2 separate regions of the Mus musculus genome follow, and region 1 is linked to region 2. The links are chromatin contacts, called in public promoter capture Hi-C maps. All regions are on one chromosome and are shown on one strand. Each heading gives the region's core, a stretch centred on a gene start, on an enhancer-like site or on the middle of the called end of the contact. The rest is flanking DNA. Distances are from core to core; before and after follow the strand shown.

What was found. Promoter capture Hi-C pulls out the DNA fragments that hold promoters and counts their contacts.
Region 1: a promoter capture Hi-C map of cranial neural crest shows a contact between it and region 2. The contact joins the promoter of Pithd1 here to the promoter of Gpatch3 in region 2. A contact is called at or near these places in 2 of 39 promoter capture datasets (cranial neural crest and neutrophils).

Annotation. Positions count from the first base shown.
Region 1 is chr4:135,983,178-135,990,128 of GRCm38.p6, forward strand. It overlaps Pithd1 (PITH (C-terminal proteasome-interacting domain of thioredoxin-like) domain containing 1), which reads right to left and starts at 4,067. Exons shown (of 6, transcript NM_025411.4): 1 at 3,761-4,067; 2 at 3,215-3,258; 3 at 2,764-2,841. The coding sequence starts at 3,958.
Region 2 is chr4:133,571,036-133,578,009 of GRCm38.p6, forward strand. It overlaps Gpatch3 (G patch domain containing 3), which reads left to right and starts at 3,710. Exons shown (of 7, transcript NM_172876.2): 1 at 3,710-4,175; 2 at 6,872-6,974. The coding sequence starts at 3,725.

The DNA of each region.
Region 1 (6,951 bases), core at 2,817-5,316, 2.4 Mb after region 2:
CTCCCGAGTGCTGGGATTTAAGGCGTGCGCCACCACTGCCCGGCCAGCCTCCTCTTCTGACCTCTCCAGGTTACTGCACACATGTGGTGCACATACAGAATTACAGTCTCAGGCATACACACATATCCATGAGATAAATCAAAGCATAGCGATAAACAGTGTCTGTAAGTCATGGAGCAGCTAGCAAGGGTGAGCTAGCTCACTTTGCTCCACAGACCATACTCTTAACCAGAGAGACACAGGGAGAGAGCAGCTTGCCCCAGTCAAGTCAACCTGCCCCCAGGAACAAGTATCCGCAAAGCATCAGATCAAACAACTACTTTCCTTCAAATGATTCCACAGAGACAGACAAGCTTTGAAAGATTTGTTTTTATTGATTTTATTTATGTGTGTTTCTGTGTGGGTGAACACCTACAGGTGTGTAACAAGGCACCCGGAAGAAGGTGTTTGATAGCTTGGAGCTGGAGTTACAGATGACTGTAAGCCACTGAGTGTGGGCACCAGGAATGAACTTTGATCCTCTCCAAGAATGACAGGGACTGGACCTGGGACTTCACCTGTGCTAAGTCCCTTCCCACTGAGCTATATAACCTTAGCTCCAAATTGAATTTGATATTATATTAAAACTTTTACAAATGTTTTGTTATAACAGGGTGTCATTCCGTAGCCCAGATCAGCCTGGAGCTCATTATATAGCCCCAACTAGTCTAAAATTCTCAGCAATCCTATCTTAGCCTTCCAAGTGCTAAGATTATAGGCATGAAATATTCTACCTAGCTTATATTTTTTCTTAAGATTTATTATGTGGGGGGCTGGTGAGATGGCTCAGAGGGTAAGAGCACTGACTGTTCTTCCCAAGGTCCCGAGTTCAAATCCCAGCAACCACATGGTGGCTCACAACCATCCCTAATAAGATATGATGCCTTCTTCTGCTGTGTCTAAAGACAGCTATAGCGTACTTACATATAATAATAAATAAAATCTTTTAAAAAAATTTATTATGTGTGTGCACGTATCACGTGCATGCAGGTGACCAAGGACGCCAGAAAAGGATGCTGGATGCCCTGGAACTGGAGCTACAGGCAACTGTGAGCCACTTGCTCTGCAAGAGCATTAAGTGCTCTCAATCACTGAGCCCTCTATCTCTGGTCCCTTCATTTATTATTTCATGTATCTGAGTGCTTGCATGTATGCCTGTGCACCTCATTTGTGCATCTAGTGCCCTCAGGGGACAAGAGGGTGTCAGAGTCCCTGGAAATGGAATTAAGAGATAGTTGTGAGCCATCATGTGAGTGCTGAGAATCATGTGGGCCCTTAGTCCTCTGAAAAAGCAGCCAATATACTTAACCACTGAGCTATCTCTCCACTCGTGTGTATGTGTATTTATGTCTGTGTGCTTGTGTGGCAGCTAGAGGACAACCTTAGGTTGAATGCCATCCCCCTTATTTTGAATGGGGCCTCGTATTGGCCTGGAGCTCACCAATCAGCTGAGGTTGGCTGCCCAGTGAGCTCCAGGGATTCCTGTCTCCTGTTTCCCAGCACTGGGGTTATCAGAAGCACACTCTATAACCATTTTCACCCGAGGCCTGAGGTGCAGCGCAGGTCCTTGTGATTGCTAGGCAAGCAAGCTAGTGACTGAGCTATGCTCCTAGCCCTGTCTTGACAATTTTCAGTATCTTCTCAGAACTCACAAAACAGATTCCTCTTCTTTCAGAATCAGGCAAACGCTCCAGAAGGGAGGATTACCAATGGCGGCAACAACAGATCTGGAACTTTGCTGCAGCCACACAGATGCGGATGGAGCAATTCCACATCAGCACAACAGCGTAAAGATGGGAACTGTGTACAGTGAGAGGAGCCATAAAGAACATTCGGGGGCTGGAGAGATGGCTCAGCGGGTAAGAGCACTGACTGCTTTTCTGAAGGTCCTGAGTTCAAATCCTAGCAACCACATGGTGACTCACAACCATCCGTAATGAGATCTAATGCCCTCTTCTGGTGTGTCTGAAGTCAGCTACAGTGTACTTACGTATAATAATAAGTAAATATTTTTAAAAAAGAAAAAGACCGTTTGGGACCTGCAGCTAGGTTAAGGAAACTGCAAAGTCATCACCAGCCGGCCTCAGCTTTGCACTCTCTCAGTGAATGGTGCCATGTCAGCACTTGGAAGAGATAAGCAGCTGGCCCCAAGGATGTTCACACCAAGACAGTCATCGGGCTGGGGATGAGGCTCAGTGGTAGAGCAGGTACCTCATACTCACAAGGCCTAGTGTTCTATCCCCAGCACCACACAACACACAAAAAAAGTCAGCTGGGTAGGGTAGCTTTCAGAATACAGAGGAAGGCAGATCTCTGTGACTTCCAGGACAGCCTGGTCTACATAAGGAGAATCTGTCTCAAAGGAACGTCATGGTGGCACCCATCTGTAACTTGGGAGGTAGGAGTTCAGAAAACAAGAGATCCTGTCACAAAAATGAAGGCGCATGCGCGCATGTGTGTGTGTGTGTATGTATATGTGTATATATATACACACACACACACACATATACATACATCTTAAATTATTTATGTAATTAATTCAAGAAGCACTACATGCATTTCAATGTAACTAAGAACAAGGCCAACCTGTTGTTGAACTCTGATCCCCCATACTTGATGCAGCAAGCCCTCTAACCCACTGAGCCATCTCCATATCCCTGGAATAAAATATACCAGCAAAAGCTAGGTGGGAGTCTCCCGAGGGCCGAAGCCCTCACTACTCACAGTCTCATCTCCGAGGGGTGCGAGTCATCATCCTCGCCCATTATGATGACGCCTTTCAGCTTGACATTGCCCGTAAACCTGCCAGAATTCCAAAGAGAAGGTTGTCTACCTGGGATTGAACCCTGAGGACCAGCAGCCATGTGACTCTGACAAGACCCTTCCCTTTTAGCTCAGCTGACTCATCTGCCACCTGTAGTCCTTTCAAAGACCCTGTCATTCCATACCTCCAAGAAATGTAATCACCTCAATTATAATTCGACAAATGCATGTGTAGTCACACACACACACACACACAAGCTCCTATACTTACTTTCTCAAACCCACCAAAGAAAATCTACCCCATTTCTAGACACAGGTGTGCACTCTTGACATAGCCATCAAATGAAGTCATCCGAAGAGACAACTGGGTACAGCCCAGTTTGCCTGAGGCAAGAGCCAAGGAGATACTTACGGAATATTAAACAGGAGCTCTTCGTCCGCATCACTTTCAACAAACTGCGGTGCATGGGGAGGAAGCAACAGATATCTGCTGAGAAACTACAATTTCAGGCATCTGGCCTCCCTGTTCTACAAACTGAGTCGCGATGCAAATGGACCTGTCCCAACAACCCGCGCCCAGGTCCTCATAGCTGGGAGCTGCTCAGTCTCCATATTCTAATCACCACGGCCCCTCTTAGAGGGATTCTAATGGGGGTTTCCCAGGCTGCGAACTCAAAAGACCAGTGCTTCTGTGTACCCTTCTGGAGAACCTTCAAATGGCTCTCAAAGGGGTCTGGGTTCCAGGTTAGAAGTACGGATCGCGACCCCAGGCCAGGTGAGGCCATCGGACAGCCATCTGGACCAATGGTCAGAGGAAGAGACAGCAGTCCTCTCTGCTCTCCTCCCTCACATGCCCTCGCCGCCTCGGAAGGGAGGTAAAGCGCCCACCTTGCTCCTCTGGGCCTCAGTTTCCCTGTCTGTCTACCCTGCGAGGCCCCGGGGCTCCCGGGCCGCCCACCTTGGAGCGGTCGGTCCGCTCCTCCCACGGCTTGAAGACGCCGCGGCCGCTGCCCTCGCGGCTCTCGTTGAGGCACTGCAGTCGCTCCAGGTCGATGCGCAGGTACAGCCCGTAGGCCAGGCCGCGCTGCTCGGGCGGCTCCTCGCGCTCAGCGGCGCAGCGACAGCCGCCCCCGCCGTGGCTGTGGCCGTGCGACATGGCGACGCCGCCCGCCGGCTCGCCTGTGACTCCCTCGGCACCGCCGCTCACCCGGAGCTCACTCGGCTCCGCGACGACCGCCAAGCGCCGCCACCGAGGCGTCGTAAAAGGCGCCCCTGCGCGGCGCATGCGCGCGCGGCCCAGAGGGCGGGGCCGGGAGGGATTGACGTGGACCTGCGCCAGCAGAGCTGGACGCTGGCGGTGTCGCTCAGTGGTACCGTTCAAGCGTGGAAACTGTAGGGCTGGGGACGCGTGGCAGGGACGCGAATCCTCCCCTCCCGAGCCAAAGCGTGCGCTTTCTTCCCTAGCGGCCACCTTTCTCCGGCGTGGTGGATAAGGCGGGGCCGACAGCACAGCAAAGCTTGCCTCCTCTCTCCCCCTGACGCCCTGTTAACCTCATCTGTTTACCCCCTACTTTCTCCCGCCTCTTTTCCTTCTCTGTCTCCTTTCTCCGCCTTTCCTTCCATATTTTTAAGCTAGTTTCTCATGTGCCCCAGGCTGACCTCAGATGATCTATGTACCTTCAACTCCTGACCCTCCTGCCTCCAAATCCCAAATTCAGGGATTAAAGGCACGCACCACCAAATCTGGTGTTAGATTTAATTAGTTACATTTATTATATATCTATCATGGGTCTATCTATCTATCTATCTATTTGGTGTCTTCTGTGGCTTATCGCGCTCTTTCCCTTAATAAAGTGTCTTACTACCTAGTTTTGGCTGGAACTATCTACTGAGCCTGGAACTCACTGTGTAGATCAGACTGGCATAAAACGCAACAGAAATCCATCTGCCTCCGCCTCCGGGGCGTTGGGATTGAAGGCATGGGCCATCCTGCTCAGCAGCATCATATTTTTTTGATGCAGTCTCTCACCGGACTCGAGGCTCACCATTTAGACTAGGCTAAATGGTCAGCGAGCTTCTAGGCTCCACCCTCCAAAGCTGGGCTTGCTGCTGGGCCTGTGCTTGGCTTTTATGTGACTGCTGGAGATTTGAACTCTGTCCTTGTGTTTCCACAGCAAATGCTCTTAGCCGCTGAGTCATCTTCATAGCCCATAGCTACCTTCTTGATAGAAGGTATACTCACCACCAGACCTGGGGTGAGAATGCTGGGTCTGTCCCTGACGGTGTGACACTAGGAAAATATCACCTTTTCCTATTCTGAGTCATTTTTCTCTGTTCCGTGGGCAGGATAGTATCTGTTGAGTAGTCACACTGAATAGTAAGGGAAGAATGTGATTCAAGAACTCAACATGTGGGCTGGAGAGATGGCTCAGTGGTTAAGAGCACTGACTGCTCTTCCAGAGGTCCTGCGTTCAATTCCCAGCAACCACATGGTGGCTTACAACCACCTGTAATGGGATCCAATGCCCTCTTCTGGTGTGTCTGAAGACAGCTACAGTGTACTCATATACATAAAATAAATCTTAAGGGAAAAAAAAAAAAAAAAAAAAAAGAAGCCGGGCACAGTGGAGCACACCTTTAATCCCAGCACTCGGGAGGCAGACTGAGTTCGAGGCCAGCCTGATCTACAAAGTGAGTTCTAGGACAGCCCGGGCTATTCAGAGAAACCCTGTCTCGAAACACCCCCTCACCCCCCGCAAAAGAAGAACTCAACATGTAAGGTGGTGGCACATACCTTTAGTCCTGGCACTCAGGATGCAGAGGCAGGCCGATTTCATAGTTTGAAGCCAGCTTGGTCTATAAAATGAGTGTCAGGATAGCCAATGCTATCCAGAGAAACTGTCTTGAAAAACAAACAAGCAAAACACATGGGTGTGGTGATTTTTGCTGGAAAGCCGGCAATGGACCAGCAATGGCAATGGAGAGGTAGATCTCACATTCAAGGCCATACTAGGCACATAGACCCTGTCTCAAAACCAAAACAGACAACACAGTGCAGTGAATGGCTAACACAGGTGAAGTATCCAATTTGTTCGTTACCTCTGTGCAGTCTAAACACTGGTACTTACTAGAAGTGTGGTGCTGGGCAGGTGACTGAACCCCTACCCTCAGGCTGCCATCCCATCTGATATGACAAGGACCTTTGATTTCCATTTTGAGTCTTGTGTTCACATGGAATGACTTTCATAGTCGAAGTCAAAAAAACTGAAAGTCAGAGTTGGAGAGATGGCTCAGTGGTTAAGAGCACTGACTGCTCTTCTGGAAGTCCTGAGTTCAATTCTCAGAAACCACATGGTAGCTCACAACCATCTGTAATGGGATCTGATGCCCTCTTCTGGTGTTTGAAGACAGCTGCAGTGTACTCATATACATTTTATTTATTATACATATATGATGAGAACACTCACCATATATATAAAAGTGCTGAGCCATCTCTCCAGCTTACAGTGTACTCTTTTTTTGTTTGTTTTTTCAAGACAGGGTTTCTCTGTGTAGCCCTGGCTGTCCTGGAACCCATTCTTTAAACCAGGCTGGCCAAGAACTCAGAAATCTGCCTGCCTCTGCCTCCTAAGTGCTGGGATTAAAGGTGTGCACCACCCCCCTGCCTAGCCAGTGTACTCTTATACATAAAATAAATAAATATTTAAAACAAGAGAGACAGGGTCTCTCATTGAACTTGAAATACACTGTTTCAGCTAGACAGGCTGGCCGTGACTCCCTGGAGAGTCCTCCTGACCCCACAGCCCGCACTGGGCCACAGACACATGCCCTCAGCCCGCACTGGACCACAGGCCCTCAGTCCAGCTCTCACGTGGGCGTTGGGATCTGAACAAGGATCCTACTTTCCCCACGAGCCAGCTCCCCTGAACTTTAAGGGGGAGGGGCTCAAACTTGGGTGATCTCCAATTTGCAGATGCTGAAAACAGAGACCGAAAGAGGTGAATTAAGCTGAGTCCAGACAAGGTTAGGAAGTGACCCAGTTTTGCGATCAACCAATAGGAATCCTGAAACGCATCCTTCCAGAACTCCCTAGAGGAGAGAAAGGGGCGACACCCAGAAGTCTTTGTGTTGAGTCAATTAGCTAGAGGC
Region 2 (6,974 bases), core at 2,460-4,959:
GTTTCTATTCAGGCCTCTTACAAGAACATGGGTAAGGGGTGCTTACGGGAGTATTGACACTTTACCAGTGGCTACACTACTGTAGAAAATGTCTTTTTCTCCTTTAGTGTGATTTTTCTAAGGGAAACGAAAACAATTGTCTACTTATCCTAGCCAGGGAACCAATGACAGACCAAAGTATTCATAAAACTAACCAGCACCAATTCACCCAAAGTGATGAGCCAATGAGTGTGTTGGGGTTACAGATAGGAGCATGGATGACTCCAAATCAGTCAGCTTCATTATTGAAAAGTCACACACACAAAAAAAGAAAGAAAGAAAGAAAGAAAGAAAGAAAGAAAGAAAGAAAGAAAGAAAGGAAGGAAGGAAGGAAGAAAAGAAAAGAAAAGAAAAGAAAAGAAAAGAAAAGAAAAGAAAAGAAAAGAAAAGAAAAGAAAAGAAAAGTCACCCCAGCATGACTTACAAAAGCTGCATCCCTGGAGTTCATTGCTGAACTTGAAGGCAGCTGGACAGGTTAGAAAGTCTCTTCTCTCCAGCAGTCCTTATTGCTCATATATACTTGAGGAGGGGACTTTGTGAATCTTGTATGTTTTAGGAACTGAGACTTGTGAGTTGTTTACTTTTCTAAATTCTACCCTAATTTTTATTTTGTATGTTTTGTTTTGCTTGCAAGTTGTTTTTTTTTTTTTTAAGATTTATATATTAACATTGTAGCAGCTAGGCAGTGGTGGCCCACGCCTTTAATCCCAGCACTTGGGAGGCAGAGGCAGGTGGATTTCTGAGTTCGAGGCCAGCCTGGTCTACAGACAGAGTGAGTTCCAGGACAGCCAGGGCTATACACAGAAACCCTGTCTCGAATAAAATTATATATATATATATATATATATATATATATATATATATATATATATATAAAATTAAAAAAACCCATTGTAGCTGACTTCAGGCACACCAGAAGAGGGCATCAGATCTCATTACAGATGGTTGTGAGCCACCATGTGGTTGCTGGGATGTGAACTCAGGACCTTGGGAAGAGCAGTTAGTGCTCTTACCCACTGAGCCATCTTGCCAGCCCTTGCTTGCAAGTTTATCAGTAGATCATGTGCATACCTGGCGCCCTCAAGAGGACAGAAGATCCCTTGAAACTGGAGTCACAGGTAGTTGTGAACTGCCCTGTGGGTGCTAGGAATTGAATCTGTGTCCTCTGGCTCTTAACTGCTGAGTTATTTCTCCAGCCTCCATTGTTTACTTGGAGAGTCATAAGGATTATCCACCCAGGATAGAATGTTTCAAAGTGCCCGCCACCAGCCTCTCCTTCTCTCCCTATGCCCCGACAGCAGCTGTCAAAAATGGCGGCTCCTGCCAGGCGTGGTGGCGCACGCCTTTAATCCCAGCACTCGGGAGGCAGAAGCAGCAGATTTCTGAGTTCGAGGCCAGCCTGGTCTACAAAGTGAGTTCCAGGACAGCCAGCGCTATTCAAAGAAACCCTGTCTCGAAAAACCAAAACCAAAACCCAAACAAACACGACATCTCACCCTGCAACTATCACAGGAGCATTTTCTTTCCCACCTCAGCAGGAGCTGTCCACGGTGGCCACAACTCCACTCCAGCCTCCTCAGAGATGGCGCCTCAGCCAAAGCCAGCTGTGGCTGGGAAGGACTTCCCACCTTAATCCATGGACCCGATGCAGGGAAAAGGGGTGAGAAAAGCCACCAATCTCTGAGCGCCCCAAGCTCAGGACTTAAAATTCCACCAATCCTACATCTGGAAATCTCTGCCCTGCTAAAGCACCTCCACTAAGCAAGCCCATATAAGCTCTGCCCTTTGTCCAGTCCTCGCCCAGGAGCAGAGGGCAGCCATTTCTGGATTCAGCCCTCCACATGCTGGACCCTCCAATACATCTCTTTCATGAGATTTGGTGCCTGGTGTGACTCTCTCGTCGCAAGAAGCCATGAAGACAAAAAGTAAAGATGTGGACTGGGGCTGAGGCTCCTGAGCGCCTGAGTTCAGTTGGGGATCCCCTTCCCTCGGAGCTGCAATGCTTCTGCTGAGGAAGAGACTTCCTCTCAGAGCCGTAAGGTCCCTGGGCTCCCATGCCCCAGGATGCCCTTCCACTGGGTACCATTCCCCTTGAGTTCTAGGATTACCCTTTCATCTGAGCAGAAACACCTACACCCACCATCAACCATCAACTGTATAAAAATTCTTAGAGAGGGGTGCGATCTCATGAGCCTTCCCCCTCCTCCATGACAGGAAATTGAAGGGCCTACTTTTGGGCAGAGTTGCACTCGCTATGAATTTAAAAATGGATCCAGGGCTGGTGAGATGGCTCAGTGGGTAAGAGCACCCGACTGCTCTTCCGAAGGTCCAAAGTTCAAATCCCAGCAACCACATGGTGGCTCACAACCACCCGTAATGAGATCTGATGCCCTCTTCTGGAGTGTCTGAAGACAGCTACAGTGTACTTACATATAGTAAATAAATAAATCTTTATAAAAAAAAAATGGATCCAGAGGCTCCAACGCCCTCCTCTGGCCTTCCTGAACACTGCACACAATCACAAGAGCTATACTGTTTGTTTGTGAGGGACTCAACGCCTTGTACGGAGGTCGTCCGAAGCTGGCAATATGGTTTTCGCCTATGATCTCTGGGAATAGTTTTCGATGTCTATGCATGTATTTGTACATTTAAAAAAAAATCTTTTTGAGGGCTGGAGAGATGGCTCAGCGGTTAAGAGTACCAACTGCTCTTCTGAAGGTCGGGAGTTCAAATCCCAACAACTGCTTTGCAACCATCCGTAATGAGATCTGATGCCCTCTTCTGGTGTGTCTGAAGACAGCTACAGTGTACTTACATATAATAAATAAATAAATCTAAAACAAACAAACAAAAAAACCAAACCAAACCAAAAAAAATTTTTTTTTCCCTCGAGACTTCTCTGTGTAGCCCTGGCTGTCCTGGAACTCACTCTGTAGACCAGGCTGGCCTCGAACTCAGAAATCCGCCTGCCTCTGTCTCCTGAGTGCTGGGATTAAAGGCGTGAGCCACCACCGCCCGGTTTGTTACAGATAATTTTATGTGCATGAGAATTTTGCCTGCATGTATGTATGTGCAACACGTATGTGCCTCTAGAGGTCAGAAGAGGGTGTCCAATCTCATGAAACGAGTTACGTATGGGAGAGTTCCCTCGTACGTGGGTGCTGGGAATCCAATCCAAGTATTCTGTAAGAGCAGCGAAAGCTCTTAATTGCCGGGGCATCTCTTCATCTCCCCCGTCCCGCGCCCTGAGAAAGGCTCTCTCGACATAGCCCCGTCTCAGTCACTATGTTGACCAGGCTGGTCTTGAACTCACGCACACCTGCTTGCCTCTAACTCTCAAGTGCCGGGTTTAAAGGCGTGAGGCACCACGCCCGGCTGGGTTGGTACTGTAGAGTCCAGTTTTGCATCAGACCTCCGCCACCTCCCGCTCAGCATCCCGGTGCTCTACACTGGTTCCTCCTTAGAGCCTCTCACACGCTGGACCAGCTATCACTGAGCTACAGCCCAGCCCATCGCACGAGTTTTCCATCTTCTGTGGAGCTGGAAACACAGATTCGGCCCAAGAGCAATTAAAACGAAACTTCAAGTACCAAACGGTCACCGATGCCACATTGACCAAACTCCAGCATCCGAGACGTGGTGCTCTCGCGAGAGTGGACGCCAAGCAATCATGTGACAGGCCAAGATGGCGTCGCCCAGGGAGCTGGACGAAGAGTCGCCGGTTTACCTGGTGGTGAGCGGGATCCCTGCCGTGTTACGCTCGGCTCAGTTACGGAGCTACTTTAGCCAGTTCCGGGAACAGCGCGGCGGAGGCTTCCTGTGCTTCCACTACCGGCACCGGCCCGAGAGGGGCCCTCCGCAGGCGAGTCCCGAGGCGGCCCGGGCTGGCCCGGACCCCGCCGCTGAGGATCCGGTTCTCGCCCAGGCTCCGGCCTCCGATGCCCGCGCTGTCCGCGCCCGGGGCTCTGCGGCAGCCCAGACCCGCACCTGCTGCTGCGTCGTCTCGGTGAGGGGAGCGGCGCAAGCCCAGCGGCTGCTTCGCATGTACTCCGGTCGCCGGTGGCTGGACTCTCAGGGGACCTGGCTTCCCGGTCGCTGTCTCATCCGCAGGCTTAGGCTTCCCACCGAGGTTTCAGGTAAGGGGGAGAGAATGGACCGGACGCACGGCCCTTGGAAAAGAGGCGCATTGCCTGGGTGGTTAAGATAGGTTATCACTGTTTAGAGCTTAAGTTAGTTCTGGACAAAGCTACAAGTTTTCAGCCCAATCTGCATGTTTTTACTCAAGGACTTACAAGGCAAAACAGACAAAACAACTGAGATCTGTATAGATAAGTTTCAAATGTATCCCCTCTTAAGGACCATTTCCCTAAGGGTGGTGATTTTTGTACTGACATGATTTCTTAAAAAGGATATTTGGAGCCCGGTGCGCTAAGGCACGCCTTTGATCCCAGCTCTCAGGCGGCAGAGGCAGGAGGATCTCTGAGCGAGCGAATTCCAGGACAGCCAGTGCTACACAGAGGAACCATATCTTGAAATGCACAAAGGAAACTTGGTTTCTTCTAATCTAACCTAGCGACTGGAAGACAGGCTCTGCAGAGGAAAGAGCTGGGGGCAGCAGAGAGGGGCTGGGCACAAGTGTGTCCATTGGGGAAAAGGAAGCCAGGTGTTTTAAAATGCCAGATGGAGAGGTTTAAATAAATTATTTTGAAACAGTTCATCCTAAAGAGTCATTAGCAATAGTGGTGGTATATATGCCTTTAGTTCTAGTGCCTGGGAAGTAGAGGCAGATGGATCTCTGTAGTTCTAGCCTGGCTTGGTCTACAAAGTGAGTTCCAGGACAGCCAAGACTATCTAGCTCTGACCCTGTCTCAAAAGTTAAAAAAATAACATACAAAACAAAAATGAAAAACTGGTATCAGCTCAAAGTTAAACAGTTTCATAGAAAGAGGTGTGTGTGTGTGCGTGTGTGCGTGTGCGCGTGTGCACACACACTCGAGTGCATATGCCGGCTATGGTTTAAGCAGAATCTTTAGGAGCAATGTCTTATCAAGACATACAGCATGAGCTGCCTCTCTATGTGTGTGTCTCTCTCATGTAATCTATGCTGGCCTCAAACTCTATGAAAGTTCCAATGACCTTGAGCCAGGTGTGGTAGTGAACCCCTTTAATCCCAGGAAAAGCAATCAAATTTCTATATTCAAGGCCAGCCTGGTTTACATGTCTAGTTTCAGACCAGACAGGGTCTGCCTCAAAAATAAATAAACAAAAGAAGTAACCTTGGGCTCCTGCCTGTGCCTCCCATGCTGGGATTATAAGTGTATGCCACCATATTTGATCAGCCCATCATTTTCTTATGGACTTCTCAAAACAATCCTTTGCTACCAAGAAAGATTGCTTATCTTGCTACCCGCTCTGAAGACCTGACTTGGATCTCAGGACCCACATAGTGGGAGGAGAAAAGCAACTCCAGCAAGCTATATCCTGGCCTCCATAGGTGCACTGTAATGTGCACACCGCAGTAAAGAAACAAAACGTAGGGGGCTGGTGCGATAGCTCAGCAGGTAAGAGCACTGACTGCTCAAGGTCCAGAGTTCAAATCCCAGCAACCACATGGTGGCTCACAACCATCTGTAATGAGATCTGAAGACAGCTACAGTGTACTTATAAATAAATAAAACCTTTTATTAAAAAAAAAGAAAGAAAGAAACTGTAATAAAAAAAATCAGGGCTGGAGAGATGGCTGAGCACTGGCAGCTCTTCCATAGGACCCAGGTTCAATTCCCAGCAACCACATGGCAGCTCACAACCCTCTGTAACTCCAGTTCCAGCAGATCCAACACACACACACACACACACACACACACACACACACACACACACACACAGAGGCAAAACACCTCTGTGTTTAGTGCACATTAAAAAAATCATTTGTGGGCCTGGTGAGATGGCTCAGTGGGTTAGAGCACCGACTGCTCTTCCGAAGGTCCAGAGTTCAAATCCCAGCAACCACATGGTGGCTCGCAACCATCCATAACGAGATCTGACTCCCTCTTCTGGAGTGTCTGAGGACAGCTACAGTGTACTTACATATAATAAATAAATAAATCTTAAAAATAAAAAAATAAAAAAAGAAAAAAGAAAAACAAAAAAAATCATTTGTGTCTGGAACACCAGATATGCGCAGTATGTGACAGCTCAGGATCAGAATACAGTTGCGTGGTAATGGTTCTATTCTAGTACCAATAAAAGCTGGTCCTCGGGAAGCAAGTATTGAAGATACTTGTGTATTCCTCTGGGAATACACACTCCGAATATGCACAGACAGACCCTGAGTCACATTTACATTTATTTGTCGGGTAGAGGATACACACAACACCAGTGTGGCAGTCAGAGAACAACTTGTATCACGTTTGCCTTGTTAGCCTTTTATTTTTAAAGATTTATTTATTTATTTTAGGTATGTGAGTACATGGTAGCTGTCTTCAGACACACCAGAAGAGGGCATCAGGTCCCATTACAGGTGGTTGTGAGCCACCGTGTGGATGCTGGGATTTGAACTCAGGACCTCTGGAAGAGCAGTCAGTGCTCTTAACCGCTGAGCCATGTCTCCAGCCCCCAAGTCTTTTATTTTTAAAGAAATAAGTCTTACTATGTTTTAGCCTAACTGGCCTCTAATTCACGATCCTCCTGCCTCACTTTCTTGAGTGTGCTGACCTCATAGATACCACCATGTCTGATAGGAAGCAGATTTAAACTGTGATTTACTTCTGGCTCGAATATTGCTAAAAATCATTTAGGGCTTTAACATCCAGTCTTTTCCCTCCTTCCTAAGATCTGGGGTCCTTTCCCTTTAAGACCCGGAAGGAACTACAGAGTCGAAGGGCGGAGAATGAAGCTTTTACCCTGGCTGACCTGAAGCAGCTCCCGGAGCTGAA